3 separate regions of the Mus musculus genome follow, and regions 2 and 3 are each linked to region 1. The links are chromatin contacts, called in public promoter capture Hi-C maps. All regions are on one chromosome and are shown on one strand. The core of a region is the stretch at or near the end of the contact, and the rest is flanking DNA. Distances in the headings are between cores, read along the strand shown. Region 1 holds the start of Islr2 (immunoglobulin superfamily containing leucine-rich repeat 2). Region 2 holds the start of Neil1 (nei endonuclease VIII-like 1 (E. coli)). Region 3 holds the start of Imp3 (IMP3, U3 small nucleolar ribonucleoprotein).

Region 1 (3,550 bases), core at 445-2,944:
TCGAGAGAGCTCATGAGCCCATTCTTCCTTCCAGCCCTCGGCCCTTCGCTCCTCCTAAGTTATCCCTCTGCAGGCTTGCGTCCCTCCAAACTCAAAAAAAGAGAGCTGACTAGAAGTAAAAATCGGATGAGTGGATGTTCACTGGCGGAGGAACGCCCACGCCTTGCGTCTTTCTCTCCCCCACCAGGAAAGTCCTCAGGATTCTCCATCCCAGAACACTAAGAACAGCAGAACGTCCCTCTGCTGCCACACCCTCTTCTGGTGCGAGGCACCCCCCACCCCCTCAAGGTTGCTAGAACATGAACAATACGACAGACATTCCTCTTACTTTGCAGACAAAGAAGTCGGTATCGGGCGGCTATTCCAAATCTCTGAGGCCTTGTCCCAGGTTAGAGCCTTGTGCTGGACGGCCTCAGACGTACAGGATTCCAGGCAGGGAGGAGTCAGAGTTCTCATCTCCTCTCCCTTCTCAAAGACATCTTCCCTGGATCGCTCAAGCACCCTCTCCTGGTTCGGTCTGTGGGGTTTCCAGGCCCGAGCAGGTGTGAAGTTCTAGATTCCGAACTTGGCTGAGTTTGTGGGGGTCCCATCAGCCCGTAGCCAGGAGTAGGAAAGAGGGAGGGACCAAAGTGAGCACACACCAGTGTGTTCATATTTAATTTACAAAGGAGCCTCAGAAACCCTGCCGGGTGGTCCCTTTAGATGCAGCGTTCTTCCTGCATCTCTCTGCGCCCCCCTCCCTAGCTCATTAAAATGCTTAACACTCAAATCGGGGTATTGATCTCTGCAGAGGCCCCAAACACACTGCCATCCAACCAAGACAGAAGACTGACTCTGATGAGGGCTGGGAGACCCCAGCACCCCAGTATTACAGTGTATATGAAAGAGAAGGAGGGGACTCTCTACACATCTCTCAAAATCTATGCCCCCTTACCAGTTCTGGCTAGCAGCTCTGTCTCCTGGGATGCCATAGGCGGGGGAGTGAGATGATGCATTTTAGTCAAATCCCTAGACATCCCTTGAAATTCTCCTGCTCATCGCTAAAAGAAATGTCCAGGGTTTGCCAAAGAGAACAGCGAGTCCCGAGTCTGCTGAGGCCAGCTGTTACATGAGGGTGTGAGATGGCAGGGCGGTGGCTGCTGCCTAGGCTTTCACAGTGTGTGTGTGTGTGGGGGGGGTGCGAGCATGCAGGGGTTGATGGCCAGCTTGCTAGAGATGCTGAGAGGATACTGAGGAGCGGGGTGGTGGTGCAGGAAATGCTCAGGGGTTGTAAGTCCCTAGTCCACAGCACTCAAGAGGAGCAAACGGTTTTTGTAACTATCCTGGTCCCTGTAGCCACTATTAGTGGGCAACCTTGGTGTCCTGTTAGCCCGCAGCAAGCAAGGGCAGAGTGAGACACTTGGGTGAGTTCAACCTAATGTTTTAGGAGCTCAGAAGACACCCACTCCACTGTGAGCACTAGGTAGCCCACGGGCAGTGGAGTGCACGCGCTGGTTTTGCCACAAAAGACCTGAGCGTGGAGTTCAGGCTCAAGAGGCTGAGCAGGGTCTGCGATGGGCTGGGGAGGTGGGCGTCTCCTCTCCGCGCACCCTGCAGGGCTGCGCCTACTAATCTGGCGAATTAGTCTGGCGGTGATTGGGGGTGGAGGGGAACCAGGATTTGTATCTGCCCAGATCCAGGCAAAATATGACAGAGAGGGTGAGGCGTTCTGCTAACACTATCAATTATGCATCGTGTTGAACGAAGCTTCGGGGAGGGGGAGGCTAGCAGGCGGCAGGAGGAAAAGGGTCCGGGAGAGCCAGGCAGCGCAGTTCAGCAGGTCCCACTGGAGGTCTTTCTGCGCCACTGCTTGCTTTGGAGAGGGGGGAAAAAAGTGTTTAAAGGCAAAGACACGCCCCTCCAGTCCTATGCTTTTCTTTCTCCCAAATTCCTCAAAGATGGTTTGTCTCACGTGTTGCGGGGCGTAGAACGGCTCGCATTCAATTAGAAGCGAAGCTCGCGGGCGCTGGCGGGACGGGCGCGTGAGGGTGAGTGAGCGTGGATATTTGTGTGCGCGCAAAAGAGAACGGTGAGTGTTTGAGTGAAGGTGTGCTTGTGAAAATGTGTGTGAAAGTAGGGAGAACTTAGCGCGTTGACGCGATTATTACATGTTGACGAGTAGTTCTAACCTGTGAAAGTCATGTGAAGATGTGTGTGTGTGTGTGTGTGTGTGTGTGTGTGTGTTGGGGAGGGGTTTGGAGACATAAGGAGGAATAGTGACAATGTCATCGAATGTGTAAATGTGGGGAGAAGTAGAAAATGGGTGCTAGGGGTACGGTGGGCTGGAAAGGGCGGAGCCTTGGGCTATGGGCGTATGGAGCCCCTTGAGACCGACAGGTCTCAGCCTGAGGTGAGTAGAGGATCTCTATGGCTTTAACAAATGTAAACGCAGCACGAGGTGGGAGACTGTGCGCGTTCCCGCCGAGCACGGGGGCGCGCGACCGCTCTCAAACCTGCAATCCTGGAGAAGTAGGGCGAACAGATAAGGAAAGAAAAAAATTGAAGTAGGACTTTGGGGCCAAGGGGAGTTCTTTCAATGCACTCCCCCTTTCTCCCCACCGCCACAGCAACAGATGCCAGAAGCTCCCTTAGACTGTCACCTGAGTCTGGAGACCGGCTCGCAGCCCCACAGCATCACACTGCAAGTCAGAGAGCAGCAGGTAAGCAGTGGAAGGGCCCCACAACCTCAGTCCACAGGGTCGATCCAGCCTAGTCAGGGTTGGGTGGCTGTCTGGGAGGAACAGGGAAGGGAGGTGCCTCCTTTAGGAGCAAAAGCAAGAAGGGACCCGCTAATCTCAGAGACAGGGTGTAGGAGAGGGTCTTCCAAGACTGACAGGACCCTCAAGTTGGGGCAGGGAGTCTGTGTTAATATATTTGTATGTCTAGAGACAGGGGATGCACTCAGGCGTCTTAAGGCTCTAGAGGGAAGTATAGAACCTTGGACTGTCTCCAGGCTTATTAGCTAGAGACTGTTCCCTAAAAACCTGTGGGCAGAGGGATTCGCCTGGGCTCTGTGAATCCAAAGAGGAAGCTTTATTGACTGTTTCCACAACATGCCTGCTCTAGTCAGGGGGTAGGATTTTCTTCTCAGAGGAAAGCATGGTTGAGCAGTTGTGACTTCCTGAGGGGAGCTGCAGCCCAGGGCAGGGAGGTGAGAAGGCAAAGTGGGTGGAGGCTGCCTAGATCCCCCACACCACACCTCACAAGTTCTCCATGTTGCATCGGCTAGGGGTTCGGTCTCAGAGTAGGGCAGTGTGGCACCTATGTCTCTGAGTGTGGCTGGTTCACATGAGGACTTGTGTCCCTGTGCCTGTCCCTTCTCACTGTACACAGGAAAGTGCTTTGCTTCCTGGTGGAGAACACTGTGGTAAAGCTGCATTGAGTTGGGAGAACAATGAGGTCCCCAGGGTATATTGTGTAGATGTTTGGGTTGCCCGTATTTTTGTGTCTATATAACTCATTGTGAACCTCCTAACAGAGTCTCGCTGCCTTGTAGTGGGATGCAGCAGGG
Region 2 (3,515 bases), core at 944-3,443, 1.1 Mb after region 1:
GAATGAACTCCGGAAAATTGTCACCTGACCTTCACAGATACACACTCCAGGGCACATGTGAACCCCACCCCCACATGGTAAAAAGCAACATTAAAATGTTAAGCTGGGAAGCCGGGGAGCAGCGGTGCACACCTGTAGTCTCAGCACTCGGGAGACAGAGGCAGGCAGATCTCTATGAGTTGAGGCCAGCCTGGTCTACAGAGAAAGTTCCAGAACAGCCAGGGCAAGGGCAGAGAAACCCTGTCTGAAAAACCCAAAGAAAAAGGGGGAAAAGCTGAAGCAGAGACAGGTGGATCTCTGTGAGTTCAAAGCCAGCTTGATCTACAGAGCCAGTTCCCAGGAAAGCCAGGGCTACATAGAGAGTCCCTGCATTTTAAAAAAAGATTTTAAATGTTGATGTGAAAGTGGATATTTGCATGGTGGTTGAGAAACAATCACAGGTACATACCCAGATGTCCTCCAGGCGTAAACTGCATAAACAAAGTGGCTTCTGTACAGGAGAGAATATTTGAATTTCACGAAGAATGAGCTACTGAGAATAACTACACGGGCAAATTAGGGAGCAGAAGATAAAATATACTCCCTGATTTGTGACAAGAACAGTTAACACGGGCCAGCAAGATGGCTCAGGGGTAGAGGCGTTTGCTTTCTGAGGTGGGAAACCCATGTTATAGCCAGCATCTAGAACCTCAAAACTCCTCTTAAATGGAGAGGGAGATGGGAGGTGCAGGCGGGAGAGCTGTTCAGAAGCTCTGGGGCCAGCCAGCCTGGAGTGCAGTACAGCAGCATAAACAAGAGAGGCCTGCTTCAACTGGCCAGAGAGACCTGACTCCGACTTCCGCATGTGCACTGTGGTACATGAATACCTCCCACACACACACACACATCATATACACAGCACAACGACAATAAAAAAGAATCCAACAGAGAGTTTGCTGTACAACAGTGTTAGCTACAGACCGCATGCTGCACTTGCTCATCTTAGGCAACTGGAACTTTATTCCTACTATCAACCTCTCCTCCCCTACCCCATCTTCAACAATCTTTCTCCTCACTCTGTGTGTCTGATTAATGTGGACTTCTCACATAAATGGAATCTCAGTGTTTGTCCTTCTGTAACTGACCTACCTACCACCTAGCATAATATCCTCAAAATCACCTATGCTGCTACCTGTGGCAGGCAGTGTATAATATTCCACTCTGCTTATATTCCACACGCTGTGTTTCTTAAGACATTTTTATCATCTCCCTCCCCACCCCATGTGTGTGCGAGCTTGCTAGTTCATGCTTGAACACGTGAGTACAGCCGCCTGATGAGACGGGAAGCCTGTGGAGGCCATTCTCATTCAAACCACGACAGTGGCCCTTTCCTATCATCCCAGTTCTTACTGAGGAGGCTGAAGAGAAGATCAGGGGAAGCTGGGAACCAGTCTGAGGCCCAGGACAATGAGGAATACATAGCAAGACCCTCTCTTTAACCGTCCTCTCCTAAAAAATATAAGAAATGAGTAAATGGGTGACTGGAGGAACAAGAGAAATAAGTGTGTAAAAGGGTGAGTCTCCGCTGTTGGTCAGCACAACGCACCTGCAGAGGCTTTCTTTCTCTTTTATACGTTTTAATAATGCTGCTTCCATCTCCCAGGGACGTTTGAGGCTTAGCCTCACCAATGTTTCTCTCCTCTTGTTCTCCCCTAGCCTACCCATCACCACTCACCCCTGCGGCAGCCACACAGGCCTTCCTCAGCTTCTGTTCCTGAACTTTGAATCGATCCCTTGTGCCTGGCAAAAGGTATCTTGCCGACACTTTTTTTTTTTTTTTTTTTGCCTGAGGTTGTGACAGTCAAACCAAGCTTTTGTGCCTAACTCCTGACTTTACCTAGTGCTGCCCCAGATATAAGCCCCTGTGGTATTGCCGGATGCACTCCCCCCTCTCGGCCCCCTAGCTCCCGCAGGCCGTGATAAAGTTGTTTATATGTTACATCTGACTGCTCATTGACACGGCCATCTTGGGTCCCCAGGGATTGTTTATCTTGCACCTGTGTATGCCTCGCATACAGCTGCTTGTGGCTCTACACAGCGCCGTTTCCGGCTGCTGGCGTCAATCCTGGCCAGGCTAACTGGTGACTTCAACTGCAGACGCAGCTGCGACTCCGGGCACCAGTTCGGAACAAGGCTCTGCTCACAGTTCTTTCGTCACCTCCGGGTTACGCGACTGCTCCAAAGCTTGCCCAACACCCGGGATTCTCATAAATAAGGAACTCCATTCCATACTGCGCCGCCTGCCTGAGAAAACTACATTTCCCAGCAGGTACCAGAGTGTCTCTAGCCTTTCCCAGCGTGCTCTGAAGTTCGGCAGACTGCTGGGATTAACCCCTTACTGGCTGCTGCCTCAGGTTGAGCAGTAACCAGAGCAGGTATTCATTCAACTTTAATGGGGGCGATTCGGGGTCTCAGTAAAGGTGAAGATCTAAAGGATCTGGGAGCCCGGGAAAGACAGAGAAACCAAAATTTTGTTGGGTGTGTGCGCTATCTCACACCTCGCAAAACTAGGACTCTGAAGGTTTTCCGCAAACCGAACCCTTTTTGGTGCCAAGCCCCCAACGCGTCTACTTTAAAACCGCCCGTCTTCCCTACCTACCTTCTCCTCAGATCTTGCTAGTAGCAAAGCGCGAGGTGAGGGATAGAGGAGGGTGGTGAGGACAAAGAACGAGAGCCCTGTCCTTCCTGGCACCCCAGGGATCCATGAGAACAGGGCTGTGCACAGATTGGAGCTTACCCTTCTCCTACTTCTGCCTCCTGTCCTGACAAGAAGGCAGCCGGGAGAAAGCCTCTCTCTTCTGCCTGGGTGACCATGGCAGGCTAGGTCAATCCCATTGGTCCAGCGCACATTTGAGTTTCTACCTCCATGGATGTAGACAGATTCAGGGCCTGATTGAGCTGTAGTGGATGAGTGACCCGAGCTTTGCCTTGGGTGCCGTGAGGTGCTAGAACAGATGCTGAGTAGCTTTGAACTTTGGGAGCTCCTAAGTTAAGATGTGGATTAGGGAGAGAGAAGGCCTCCTTCAAACTTCCTACTGTGTGTGGGATGGGAGGCAGCAGGGGCAAAGGCCAGGAGTTGGGGAGGAACAGGTTTGTAAGTGGGTAGGAGGGATTGGGGGACACAAGGTAATAGGCTCCAGCAAGAATCTGAACTGTATTCTAAAGCGAGGTGTGGAGGCCATGGAAGGAAAGCACCAGTGAGCAAGACAGCCATGTGCCTCCCAGCTTCAGCTTCCTGGTACCCAGTACCTTGGATGGGTGGCCAGGCCACCATTTCTTTGCCTATCCTATATGGCGCTATGCCTCTCTGTGTCTCTGACTTTTCCTCTGTACAAACTTGGTAATAATTCCTACTGAACAAGACATTTCTGGCACGACCTGTTGTCCTCTTCCTACTACAGGGCCCAGCCATTCCTCCTTCAGAATGCCAGAGGGCCCAGAGCTGCACCTGGCCAGCCACTTTGTGAATGAGACAT
Region 3 (3,329 bases), core at 488-2,987, 1.3 Mb after region 1:
AGTGCACACTGTAATATTAGCACTGGAGAGGCTGAGACAGGAGGATCACTTCTAGTTCCAGACCAGCTTGAGCTTCAAATCAAAACCGGTCTCAAAAGAGAGAGAGAGAGAGAGAGAGAGAGAGAGAGAGAGAGAGAGAGAAGAAAAATAACCCCTACACAAATACCTTAATCTGCCAGACTCTGAATTCTATTTTGTATTTGGTCTGGGATAAAACTTGGTGCTCTATTTACCAGTTCTATTGCTTTATGGTTTTCCTTTTGCTTCTGCTGCGTTTTTTTTTTTTTTTTTTTTAAAGTCCTAAATTTCTCTGCATAGCCCTGGTTGTCCTCATGTCGACCAGGCTGGCCTGGAACTCAAAGATCTGCCTGCCTTAACCTCCTAACTGCTGGGATTAAAGGCTGTGCCAGCACTACCTCGCCCTTTTGCTTGTTTTTTTTTTTTGGGGGGGGGGGTGTCCTTAACTCTGAAGCCAGGACCTTGAAGAACATCTGTTTTCAGGAACCTCCTGGGTCCCTTCTAACCACTAGCTGGCCAAACTACAGGGCGATCATTTCCTTAGGCAAGCAAACACTCCAGGACTTTAATATGGTATTTCCTGGGGCTGGAATATCAACAGGAAGTCTTGTGGATAAAAGCTCTGCCAAAACATTCATTCCGAGAAAAGGACTGGTTAAGTGACAAATCTGCCCAGCTTGTACAACATCCTGCAACCTCCACGTGAGGCTCCAAAGCCTCACGCCTTCAACCCTTTTCCTGCCCTTAGGCTCTTCAGCTAGCAAGATAATAGATATGGCTATGTAGGACCCTAGGTAAGAAGAACGACCAGACAAAAATGTGCACTTAAACAACGTCGGTGGGACATTTATTGGCATTAGGAAAGGGTTTCTTTAAACGATATAAATATACTGAACTCAAACTCTCCATCCAGACGGTCCTATTTCAAGATGAAAGCAAAGGGGAAGAGGTAACATTCCTGCTTCTACACCACAAAGTTTAAGGCACAAGAAGCTAGCAATCCCCAGTGCGGTACAAAACTGCTTCCCACTGTCTCTCAAGACACAGTCACTTAATTGTCAGTCCAAATTCTAGGAAAAATTCCCAGTACACCGGGGCAATCCTCCCCATCCCCGGTTCAGTGACCTGTAGCTGAGAAGCCAGGACAAGAAGACTCGCTAGGCATCTAGATCAAAGTCATCGCGCTCCTCATTGTACTCCAACACGTGCCGCTTGATCTTGGATGAGTCCACCCAGGTGACAAAGTCCTCCATGCTGCGAGTGACGAGAAAGGCGGGATCAGTGACCACGTCTGGGCCCACGCGGACATGACCCTGCTCCACAAAAGCCACAGCAGCTTGGAGATGCTGCGCCATGCGTAGCTTGAGGAGCAAAGTAGGCAAGCGGCGGCGGCAGAAGGACGAGGCCGAGACGGAGTCGCAGAGTTCCAGTGAGCCGCGCGTGGGCACCAGGCCCATAGCGTACAGCTTGTCCAACAGCGCCGCCGAGGCGCGCACGCGGAATGGGTCGCGTTCCGGCAGGTCGCGCAGGCGCCGCGCCAGCTCGCGCACCGCTCGGCTCAGCTGGTTGTAGCGCGTGTACTCCTCGCGCCGCTGCAGCCGGTACCGCCGCAGCACACGCAGTTCGTGGAGGTTGTGGTCGGTGACTTCCCAGTTTAGGAAGTCCACCTGTTTCAGCAGCTTCTGCTCGTGGAACTTAAGCTTCCGCACCATGATGGAGAATGCGGGAGAAAGGGAATACGTTGAAAATCTAGCGTAATTTCCGCCTCGACGTAGAAAGACCCCGCCTCTAGATCACTGGACCAATCAAAAGATTGGTTAAAGACACGCCCCCGGTTTTTCATTCGTCCAACTCTGGAACTTCCTGTTTTGAAAGGGGAGCGGGGGAGAAAGAATTGCGGAAGGAGAGCCGTGTCCTGCGAATACACTTTTCCTTGCATGCAGTGCGTATGCAACTAGTCTAGTCCAGTGTTGTGTTTTGTTTTTAAATATTTATTCATTTACGTATTTTGTGTATATGATTGCTCTGTCTTCATACCGGAAGAGAGCTTCAGATCCCCTGTTTGTGGTTTTCCTGGGAATTGAACTCTGGACCTTTGGAAGAGCAGTCAAGTGCTCTTAACCGCTGAGCCATCTTGGCAGCACCTAGTTTACTCTCAGAGTTCTGTCTTTGGTGACTGAAGAGAGTCTGCTCCGTCAATAGCTGTAGATGTCAGTTTCCAGAGAGAGAGGTTACTGCCTTTAAAAGAGTTGTCTCATAGTTTTGGTTGTGAGCCTATTATTTAATGGCTGAGCTATCTCTCCAACTCTGGAAAGATGGCTTAGCAGTTAACAGCACGGCTGCTCTTCCGGAGGTCATGAGTTCAAGTCCCATCGCCCACATAGTGGTTCACAACCATCTATAATGTGATCTGATGCTCTTTTCTGACATGCACATGTACATGCAGCTAAGAGCACTGATACACATAAAACAAATCTTTTTTTTTTAAAGCATACACAACTTTAGAAGAGTGGAATGCTAATAAATAAATAAGAGGATTATCTCTGTCAAAAAACGTGATTAGAACTCTGCAAATGTCTCAGTTCCAGTGGTCCCCAGAGTTGACAAATAGTCCCATCCTGGCCAGCATGAGATCTGTCACTGGACTGGCAGTAGTACCAAACAATCAGGATTGGAAGCATTCCTGCCTCTTATTTTTTTGACACAGTTTCCTTAGGTAGCCCAGGTCAGCCATGAATTCACCACAATATAACCAGATTCAATCCAAAAGGATGAGATTATGAGTGAGCATGTGCCACCATGGCTGTCTTACTTTATTTTATTTTTTGAGACAGAATGTCTCTAGTACTATCTGTCCTGGTAATTTTTATATAGACCAGGCTGTCCTTAAACTCAAAGAGATCCATTTACCTCTGCCTCCAAGTGCTGGAGTTAAAGTGTTACTCAGGTATGTCTGGAGATTGTTTCTGCAATCCTCAGTGACTGATGGTACCCATCAATGATGAGAAATTCAGAGTGTAAGTAGGAGTCCTAACCTTCATCTGTAAGAGGTGAACAGTCTGGTAAACAATTCCTGTCTGAAATCACAGAAGCAGAACGAAGGCCAGAAGAATTTCTACTGAGCCCCTACCTGTTGGGGTAACCTCCTGACACACAAACCATATCAGTTATGAAGGTGTGTCTCTCTACTCTCTATTGCTGTAAGTGAGGCTGGCAGGATATATTGTATTGTCACTTCTACAGCCCACAATGCATGCTTTCTATGTGTCGCTTCCTCATCTACCCCAAAAGATGATTTGCTGAGATTATCA

What was found. Promoter capture Hi-C pulls out the DNA fragments that hold promoters and counts their contacts.
Region 2: a promoter capture Hi-C map of pre-B cells shows a contact between it and region 1, with 4 times the contacts expected there. The contact joins the promoter of Neil1 here to the promoter of Islr2 in region 1. A contact is called at or near these places in 2 of 39 promoter capture datasets (erythroid cells and pre-B cells).
Region 3: a contact with region 1 is called in a promoter capture Hi-C map of pre-B cells, with 3 times the contacts expected there. The contact joins the promoter of Imp3 here to the promoter of Islr2 in region 1. A contact is called at or near these places in 3 of 39 promoter capture datasets (embryonic stem cells, erythroid cells and pre-B cells) and 1 of 484 Hi-C or Micro-C datasets (B cells).

What each region holds. Positions count from the first base shown.
Region 1 is chr9:58,200,429-58,203,978 of GRCm38.p6, reverse strand. It overlaps Islr2 (immunoglobulin superfamily containing leucine-rich repeat 2), which reads left to right and starts at 1,694. Exons shown (of 3, transcript NM_177193.5): 1 at 1,694-2,027; 2 at 2,607-2,699. It also overlaps the pseudogene 1600029O15Rik.
Region 2 is chr9:57,146,983-57,150,497 of GRCm38.p6, reverse strand. It overlaps Neil1 (nei endonuclease VIII-like 1 (E. coli)), which reads left to right and starts at 2,193. Exons shown (of 10, transcript NM_028347.3): 1 at 2,193-2,414; 2 at 3,441-3,515. The coding sequence starts at 3,464.
Region 3 is chr9:56,935,908-56,939,236 of GRCm38.p6, reverse strand. Imp3 (IMP3, U3 small nucleolar ribonucleoprotein) reads right to left here and starts at 1,737. Exons shown (of 1, transcript NM_133976.2): 1 at 839-1,737. The coding sequence starts at 1,730. The coding sequence ends at 1,176.